Regions from separate parts of the Sus scrofa genome. Here region 1 is linked to region 2. Evidence: chromatin contacts called from public HiChIP or PLAC-seq data. All regions are on one chromosome and are shown on one strand. Each heading gives the region's core, a stretch centred on a gene start, on an enhancer-like site or on the middle of the called end of the contact. The rest is flanking DNA. Distances are from core to core; before and after follow the strand shown.

What was found. HiChIP or PLAC-seq counts read pairs in DNA pulled down with a chosen protein or histone mark.
Region 1: a contact with region 2 is called in an H3K27ac HiChIP or PLAC-seq map of skeletal muscle. The contact joins two enhancer-like sites. A contact is called at or near these places in 1 of 47 Hi-C or Micro-C datasets (epiblast stem cells) and 1 of 2 datasets of contacts at active chromatin or transcription factors (skeletal muscle).

Annotation. Positions count from the first base shown.
Region 1 is chr14:77,575,539-77,580,072 of Sscrofa11.1, reverse strand. The region is part of intron 13 of KAT6B (histone acetyltransferase KAT6B); the gene reads right to left. Among named protein-coding and RNA genes, the nearest start is that of DUPD1, 65 kb to the left of the region's middle. Within about 2 kb of position 3,237, at least 3 of the 83 cell types and tissues checked have an H3K27ac peak or open chromatin away from gene starts, as enhancers often do. A contact at or near this core is called in skeletal muscle, where this site is marked.
Region 2 is chr14:77,508,021-77,512,281 of Sscrofa11.1, reverse strand. All of the region lies in intron 3 of KAT6B (histone acetyltransferase KAT6B), which reads right to left. Among named protein-coding and RNA genes, the nearest start is that of KAT6B, 120 kb to the right of the region's middle. Within about 2 kb of position 2,336, at least 9 of the 83 cell types and tissues checked have an H3K27ac peak or open chromatin away from gene starts, as enhancers often do. A contact at or near this core is called in skeletal muscle, where this site is marked.

The sequences.
Region 1 (4,534 bases), core at 1,988-4,487, 67 kb before region 2:
AGGCTAGGGGTTGAATCAGAGCTGTGGCCGCCAGCCTACACCACAGCCACAGCCACGTGGGATCCAAGCCCTGTCTTTGACCTACACCACAACTCACAGCAATGCAGGATCCTTAACCCACTGAGTGAGGCCAGGGATCGAACCCGCAACCTCATGGCTCCTAGTCGGATCTGTTTCCACTGAGCCACGATGGGAAACATGGTTTTGATGAGGATGTGAAAACCACCTTGTACAGGAGGAGAGCCAATGAAGAGACAGTAGGATTGAAGAATCTCTGGTGAAGGGGCCTCACCAGATCCTTAGTGGTAGACAGTTGGGGACAGGAATCTTCAAAGCTCCAGCAGACTGAAATTTAGCCAAGGTCACTGAGTGGCAGACTAGCTTTGCCCATAGCTTCTAGGCTTGTGCTTCTCAAACTTCATTGTGCAAATAATCACCTCTTGATACCACTAGACTTTTTTCTTTTTTTTTTTTTTTTGCTTTTTAGGGCCACACCCTTGGCATATGGAGGTTTCCAGGCCAGTGGTCTAATCAGGGCTACAGATGCCGGCCACAGCCACAGCCACGCCAGATCCGAGCCGCATCTGCAACCTACACTACAGCTCACGGCAATGCCAGATCTTTAAACCACTGAGCAAGGCCTGGGATCAAACCTGCAACCTCATGTTTCCTAGTTGGATTTGTTTCTGCTGTGCCACCACGGGAACTCCAGATACCACTAGATTCTGATTCGACAAGTCTGGGATGGGGCCTGAGATTCTGCATTTCTAACAAATTGCTCTACCATGAACCACACTTGACTAGCAAGGGTTTATATATTAAATATGTGTGATTCTCAAACTTTTGCATGTTAGGATCTCTTTACAATAAAAACAAATTATTTATGAGCTTCTGTTTATAAGGGCTATATATATTAGTTTTAGGGAGAAATCTGACAAATACTTATTTGTCAAATAAATACAAACATAATTATATGTTAACATAATTTTCTAAAATAAAAAACAAAACAAAACAAAATGGTGAGAAGAGTGGCACTGTTTTACATTTTCGAAAAACTTCTCAACAACAGGCTTAAGAGAAAACAGCTAAATTCTACTATCTATTTTGGTATTCAATTTGCTGTGATATTACAGGTCATGAAATTCTTGACAACTCCACTGTACACTTGGGGGAGAATGAGAATGAAAAGGACAGGGAGTATCTTAGTATTACTTTGAAAACTCTTATGACCTTGCAGACTCCCTGAAAGGGCCTTAGGGATCCCTAGGGGTACCTGGACCATACTTTGAGATGATCTGTATTAGATAAAAGATGAAAAGAATTTTTAAAAGATGGGCAGCAAGACCGTGACTATTTTAAAACAATATGGCACTTATTGAATGCAGTGTAAGAGATCATAAGAGGCACTATAGGTTGGTAGGAAAGGGGACCTCTTCCTTCTGCGGTGCTCTTGTGTTGAGGAGAATGAACATCCATGATCGAGTTCCTAAGCTGGGGGTGACCAGGGCTAGAGAAAAACCCCTGTGAGACAGTGCAGGCCAAAGATGAGTCAATGGCATTTTGATAACCAATAATCTAATTGAGTGACACTATCTCTCTTTATTTGTCCTTTTTCTATCCTCTGGTCTAGCCCATTGGTTCTCAGCTGTACATCAGAGATGTCTATATTCTAAAAACTAGAGATGTCCGTATCCTACCCAATCTCAACTCTTGTCTCTCAAGCCAGTCTGGTCTCAGATGCATCCGGGATTATTTAAGGCAAAGGGTCTTGGGCACTAAACCTTGGTCAATATGTTAAATGGGGGTGCAACACTTCTCCATTCTGCTGTCCCACCTCCATCCCAAGGGCTGTGGTGGCAGCAGTGGTGCCTAGTGAGAGATCCAAGTGCAAGGTGAATCTTGGGGGAAACAGAGATATCTAAAGAGTCGAGGTTTCGGAGGAGATGGTCACTTGGTAGACAGCTCCGTGACAGACTAGCATGTCACTGATCATGACCTTGTCACTAGGCGGGTGCGTTTTTCTTTCTAAGAAGAGGACCATATAGGAAATAGATTATCTCATTTTCCTTATTAGGAAAATGGGGCACCTCTGATAAAGGATAAAATGATCAGGGAATGAGAGATGATATTTATATATACTCTGTCAATTTCCCTTATTCTCACACTAAAATCATTTGTGAAAGGCAAGAATTTTTTTTTTTTTTTTTTTTTTTTTTTTTTTTTGTCTTTTCCCATTTCTTGGGCTGCTCCCACGGCATATGGAGGTTCTCAGGCTAGGGGTCTAATCGGAGCTGTAGCTGCCAGCCAGGGTCACAGCAATGCAGGATCCAAGCCGCGTCTGTGACCTACACCACAGCTCACGGCAATGCTGGATCGTTAACCCACTGAGCAAGGCCAGGGATCGAACTCGCTAACCACTGTGCCACGACGGGAACTCCGGCAAGAATTTTTTAAAAATATCTCTCCTTAAGTATATTTGGGAAGTAACCAGATTCTTTAAGTGGCCCACTGCCTAATGCAAATTAAGTAAAGCTCTGATTCATCACTCAGAGGCACTTCTGGTTAGGTAACAGTAATATAATACCAGTACTGTGACCTTTGAAGTAACAAATTAAAAGACATGTCAGAAGAATGCCCTCCTCTTTGACCTTTTGTCTGTTTCCACAGATCAAACCACTTTTAAATTCCGGAAAGTTTTAGGAAAAACACATTTACCAAAAAAAAAAAAGAAAAAAATTTCACAAAAGTTCACATTAGAGATTCAATCTGAAAAATTATTTCAGAAACTATTTTACTTCTTCCAAGTTGAAACCTGGATAAAATTTTCATATGTAAGTTATAAAATCCCAGTAAGTTACATTGTAAACACACTGCATTAAACCCATACACACTTGAAATAAAGCATCTGCTCCGAGCAAGTAACTATATGTACTTATAGTGCTTCACCTGTGAAACATTACAATTGAACTCTTCCTTTTTTTTTTTTTTGGCTATGCGTGTGGCATGTGGAAGTTGCCAGGTCTAGGACTGAACCCGTGCCACAGCAGTAACAATGCTGGATCCTTAACCTGGCTGTACCACAAGGGAACTGAACTCTTCTTTAAAGAAAAGACTAAAAGCAAAAGCTGGACTTACTTTTGACCACTGAGCTTCTGTGGTTCCGGGGGTTGGGGGGTGGCTGAGACAGGTCATTCTAATAGCTAGTTGTCTAGTCTAATCCTACCTGGCCGACAGAGTGGGAGCATTTAGATCAGCATGGCCACTGGCCACTGATTTCAAAACCAAGTTTGGGAGGCAGGACAGTTAGAAGAGCAACTTGCCTTTTCATTTTGCTCTCCCGTACCTTCCCTAAAATACTGTGTTTGTGTGTGTTTACCAGCTATAATTTTCAAAAATAGGACCAAGTGATGTTGTAATTTCAATCCTGGCTGATGGGCTTCCATAGCAAACACAAGAATACAGCAAGCCTTAAGAAAGAAAAAAGTGGGAAGAGAAATATCTCTAAAAATTCTTCTTTGTGTTGAAAGTGCATTTCAAAAGGGATTTGTCAGTCTTTAAGATAACTTTCCAACATCAAAGCACAGCCCATCACCCAATCTGACCAACTAATGTTGAAAATGTGAAGCAAAGAAACCATCTCTAGCTGTCCTCGGGTCATCTAGAAAAACAGTCCTATTCCACTGGCCTATAGAAGTTGAAAATAATGCTTTTCACTGATTTTTTATTTATCTCCCATAAGCTTTCAAACAAGATTTGAGGCAAAAAGCCTCTGGCAATAAATGGTGGTGTCCCTACAGGGTTACTGATGAACCCCATTTTGATTTTGTTTTTTGGCTGTGCCAATGGCATATGGAAATTACCTGGCCAGGGACTGACCCTGCGCCACAGCAGTGACAATGCTGGATCCTTAACCGCTAGGCCACCAGGGGACTCCCCTGATGAGCCCGTTTTGACAGTTGTGCAGCAAATATATAGGCTGGGGGTAAGAGCTGGGCTGATGATGTGTTCAATCAAGTGACAGGCTGGTTTGCCAATGGATTTGATGTCATGTAGCTATCCAGCTTTTAATACTACTGGGATCTTAAAAGTCCAAATTGGCTACCATTAGAAGTTAGGTGTTGGAAAAACAAAAACACGAAATACCATGAGTAGCAGTATAAAAAGACATCAGCGATTACCCCTTCAGTTAGTGAGCGATGCCCCTCTCAAAGTCCACTGTTCAGGGAGTTCCTGTCGTGGCTCAGTGGTTAACGAATCCGACTAGGAACCATGAGGTTGAGGGTTCAATCCCTGGCCTTGCTCAGTGGGTTAAGGATCCAGCGTTGCCATGAGCTGTGGTGTAGGTGGCAGACGCGGCTCGGATCCCGTATTACTGTGGCTGTGGCATAGGCCGGCAGCTACAGCTCCAATTAGACCCCTAGCCTGGGAACCCCCATATGCCACGGGAGCGGCCCTAGAAAAGGCAAAAAGACAAACAAACAAACAAACAAACAAACAAACCCTCCACTGTTCAGATTGGCTTCCTAATTCTAGC
Region 2 (4,261 bases), core at 1,087-3,586:
TATTTGACACTACAGACAATCTACCCTTAGATAATCAAGACTGGCTGTGAGTTCAGAGGCTATAGAGATCCATAATGTTGTTGTTTTAAATCTTTTGGCTTTATTTGTTAACTAAGGTGTGACAGAATGGAATAGCTTGCTTTTGAAGTTATCCAAAGACTACATTGGTTACAATATGAATTCTAGCATATTTGGCTTTGAAGCTACATTTTACACTTTTTAAAAAGAGATCAAGCTAAACATACAGTTCTCAGTCAAAAAGCCCTGTAGAGTAACCTGATCTGAGCAATGGCACTTTAACTTACTGCCAAATAAAAAGCATGATCGCCTTATTCCACACACACAAATACCATTCTGGGATAGGCCAATTAATCATGAATATAACTTTTCAGACATTACATAATTTCACAAAGACTTGCTTCTAATGCCTGCCAAGGAAAACAGCAATTTGTATCACTCGGAATAAATCTACACTTGAAAAGAAATGAAAGTTACAAATATGAAACAGTATAACTCTGGTCACCTCTTTCATGCCACCCTTCCTCATAAGTTCTGCAATAATTTTATTTTATAAAACTGGCACTAATAAAACAACCTAAAATGATTTAAGTTGTAAAATTACATACACAAATGAAAATAGGAAAATATAAGTAATTTTTACATCTACAAGAGTAGCAACCTCTAAGATATGGGTAATAGCACTAAATATATATGTTATATTATATATATATATATAAAGTCATGTGAATACTACATATTCGTGGGTCTTCCAATATTACTCAAAAAACACAGGTATATTAAATCATTCATTATTGTTTTTAAGAGATTCAATTTTCCCACCTAAAATTATTTCTGTTTTCTAAATAAATGTTTCATTGACACATCCCTGGTAAATCAGGAGTAAGTGATATCTATCGTCAACATTTTTGGCTATAAATAATCAACATAAGTCTGGTAAGTATTCTTAGAAAATATACACACCAGCCCAGGATTACATCAGTATGTTTATAAAATTCCTTAACAGATTATTTACAAGCAAAAAAAATTAGGAGAACAAAGCAATTAATTATCCTCATGCTTAATAATAACTGTACTGAAACTATATCCTTTAAAGGGGTATGCATAAACTCATGACAGATTTATCTGTATAGTTCCTCTCTATAGTCATTTTTACTTATTTATTCTTTATACAGTCATTTGGGGGGGGTGGTTATTTAGGGCCACACCTGCAGCATATGGAGCTATAGCCGCTGGCCTACACCGTAGCCACAGCAATGCCAGATCTGAGCCGCATCTTCGATCTACACCACAGATCACGGCAAGCCGGATCCTTAATTCGCTGAGTGGGGCCAGGGATCGAAGCTGAGTCCTCATTGAACCTAGTCAGATTTGTTAACCACTGAACCACAATGGGAACTCCTATACAGCCATTTTAAAAAAGAATGGTCTCCTCACATTAGTCTTCTTTTAAAAATTAGTTTCTCTTTCATTTACTTAAGATTTGGTTGGACTAGCTCCTGCTTTTGAAACTTGCCTAAGGCAAATCTGTCACCCTATTCATTATCACTCAAAGGCAACCAAGTGCCCATATATGCATATGGGGTTCTAGTGATTTTAAACAAAGACAAACCACTAATGTCAGATCTTTAGTAGGTGTGCAAAAAACAAATGGAACAGTGTATTTCCCATCTCTGTTGCCTCATCAGCCAAGATTTTGTTCAACTTTATGTGTTTTGCATTTAAAAACATGAAATTTTTCATTTTCTAAAAAAGATTATTCTCAATGTTTTTTCCAAACCCTATAATTATATGTGAATGTAGATGTGCTGTGCACACATGTATATAGGTACACACATGTACGGGTATATGTGTGTGTGCATACAGATTTCTAAGATAGACATGTGCTCTTCATTCTCTCACTCCAGTTAAAGAAATAATAATAACAGCTATGGAGTTCCTGTTGTGGCTCAGTGCTAACAAGCTCGACTAGTATCCGTGAGAACGTGGGTTCAATCCTGGCCTTGATCAGTGGGTTAAGGATCTGGTGTTGCTGTGAGCTGTGGTGTAGGTTATAGACAGGGCCTGGATTCCGCATTGTTATGGCTGTGGCTGGCAGCTGCAGCTCTGATTCACCCCTAGCCTGGGAACTTTCATATGCTGCAAATGAAGCCCTAAAAAAGAAAAATAAAAGGGAAAAAAAATAAAAACAGGGTTTTGTTTTTTGTTTTTTGTTTTTGTTTTTGTTTTTTTTGGCCCCACCAGCAGCATATGGAAGTCCCCAAGCCAGGAATGGAATCTGAGCCACAGCTGCAAACTACACCACAGCTTTAGCAACACCAGATCCTGTGCCAGGCTGGGAACTGAACTGCTGCAGAGACAATGCCGTCTCCTTAAACTACTGCACTATGGCGGGAACTCCAATAACAATTAACATTTACTGCATATTGACTGTGTGCCAGATATTGTATGAAGTGCTTAAATTATCTCAACAATCTCGGCTAGGTGTTCTGACTGTTCAGTCTTATTGAGGAAACTGCAGCACAGAAAGGTTGAATGACAGGTAGAAGGAGCACAGCTGCAAGTGGCAGAGCTCAGATTCCAAGTCAGGCGGTTGACCTCAGAACCTGCTTTATTCACACTCGCTTGAGTCTCTAAATTAGGTGACAGTAACCAGAGCAGGGATGGGATATACACATAAGTCAAGGGCAAGGGTCAGTTTGGAAGTGGCAAGTGGAGGTGAGTTTATAATGGAGGGGGATATTAGAGGCAGAAGCCACAGGAGGTCTTTTATTGTGAGAGGAGATGAAGAGGAGACCATCAGCAGTTCTCTACTTAATTCAAAAGGACTTTTACAGGAGTTATGTAGAACAGAAGAAAAAAGGATAGTCTGTCAAGAAGAGAATCTAAGAAAATGTAGGTGCTTGGGAGATGGCTCAGAGGGCGGATGAAATGAGTTTACAAGGAAGGTGCTACCTAGAGAAACTTAAAAAGGAATGGAGAGAGAGAAGGCTGGGAACCTGAGCAGCAGATGAGGGAAATGAGATAATCCAGAGCTTGCTGGTGCCTGGCTTTGATGCCCGGGGAGAACAGCCAGAGTAGATGCAAAAGGAAATAAGAAGCCACTGTAAAGATTTAAGGAAGGGGGCGGCGTGGTCAGGAAGTCCACCCGGCAGGAGGTAACAGCCCATTCTAGGAACCTGGAAGGGAAAGCAAGCAGGGCAGAATGACAGGCCTGGAAGCTACTGAGTTCAGTGGATTTCATAAAGACCTGTGCTTTTCTGGACAAGTCTGTACGTTGAGGAGGAAAAGCCAGACAGAAATTGCTCTAAATTTAATAAAGTCTTCAGAAAAAATTGCCAAGGCAGAAAACTGCCTAATGACTCTGCCAGTAGAGCTAAGCTAATTGCTTAGCAATTACTGGTCATGAGCACTGGAGAAACTGTAGACATTTTTAAACCCTTGCACTGTGAGGAACTATGTCTCAAGTGGCCTTGAAATTTTTATTAGTATTTGGGTGTGCTCTGAGCAAAGTTCTCTACCCATGTCACCAGAAAAAAGATGATAATTTCCCAGAGAAAATTGTTATGTTGTCTCCTTCATTAAGCCAGAGTTCTCCTCAGCTAAGATGTACATATGAATAATTTATACTCACCTGGACCAGTTAACATACGAGCATAACCGCTCCAAAATTACAGCTGGTTTTCTTAACAGTCCAGATCATTGAAATCCTTCAGAGTCCTTCTCATTTAGTTAAAGGGATAAAATGCAAACATTTATGGGAGAAAAACAACTTTAGTAGCTTATTGATTTAGCTTTAGGAGTATTTCACAACTGAGTCCTTTTTAACAGCAAACAACCAGGGGCATGTGTCTAATCAATACTGAACATCTACCTTGCAGTTGGGGCTCATGAATTAATCAGCATCAACTCAAAATCAAAGCATCAGACAAAAAGAAACAGTGACCTACATCTCTTTGAACATTGTAGAACCGCCAAATGACATTATCTTTGACAATAATGACAACAAACTTGAACCCGAACCACAAGTACCAAAACTAGCGTCTCTACTCATGAGCTATTTATTCCTAAGTTATCTCTTTTTTCAAGGAACTAATAGCAGGAATGAAGGTCGTCATATGCAACACCTCCTATATGTATTAGCCACACCATGCAACACTACAAACCAAAAGCTGATGAAGCACTTGATGACCCCAAGGCCACAGAGCAAAATTACAGAGTGTGGGGAATCTGGACCTCTCCC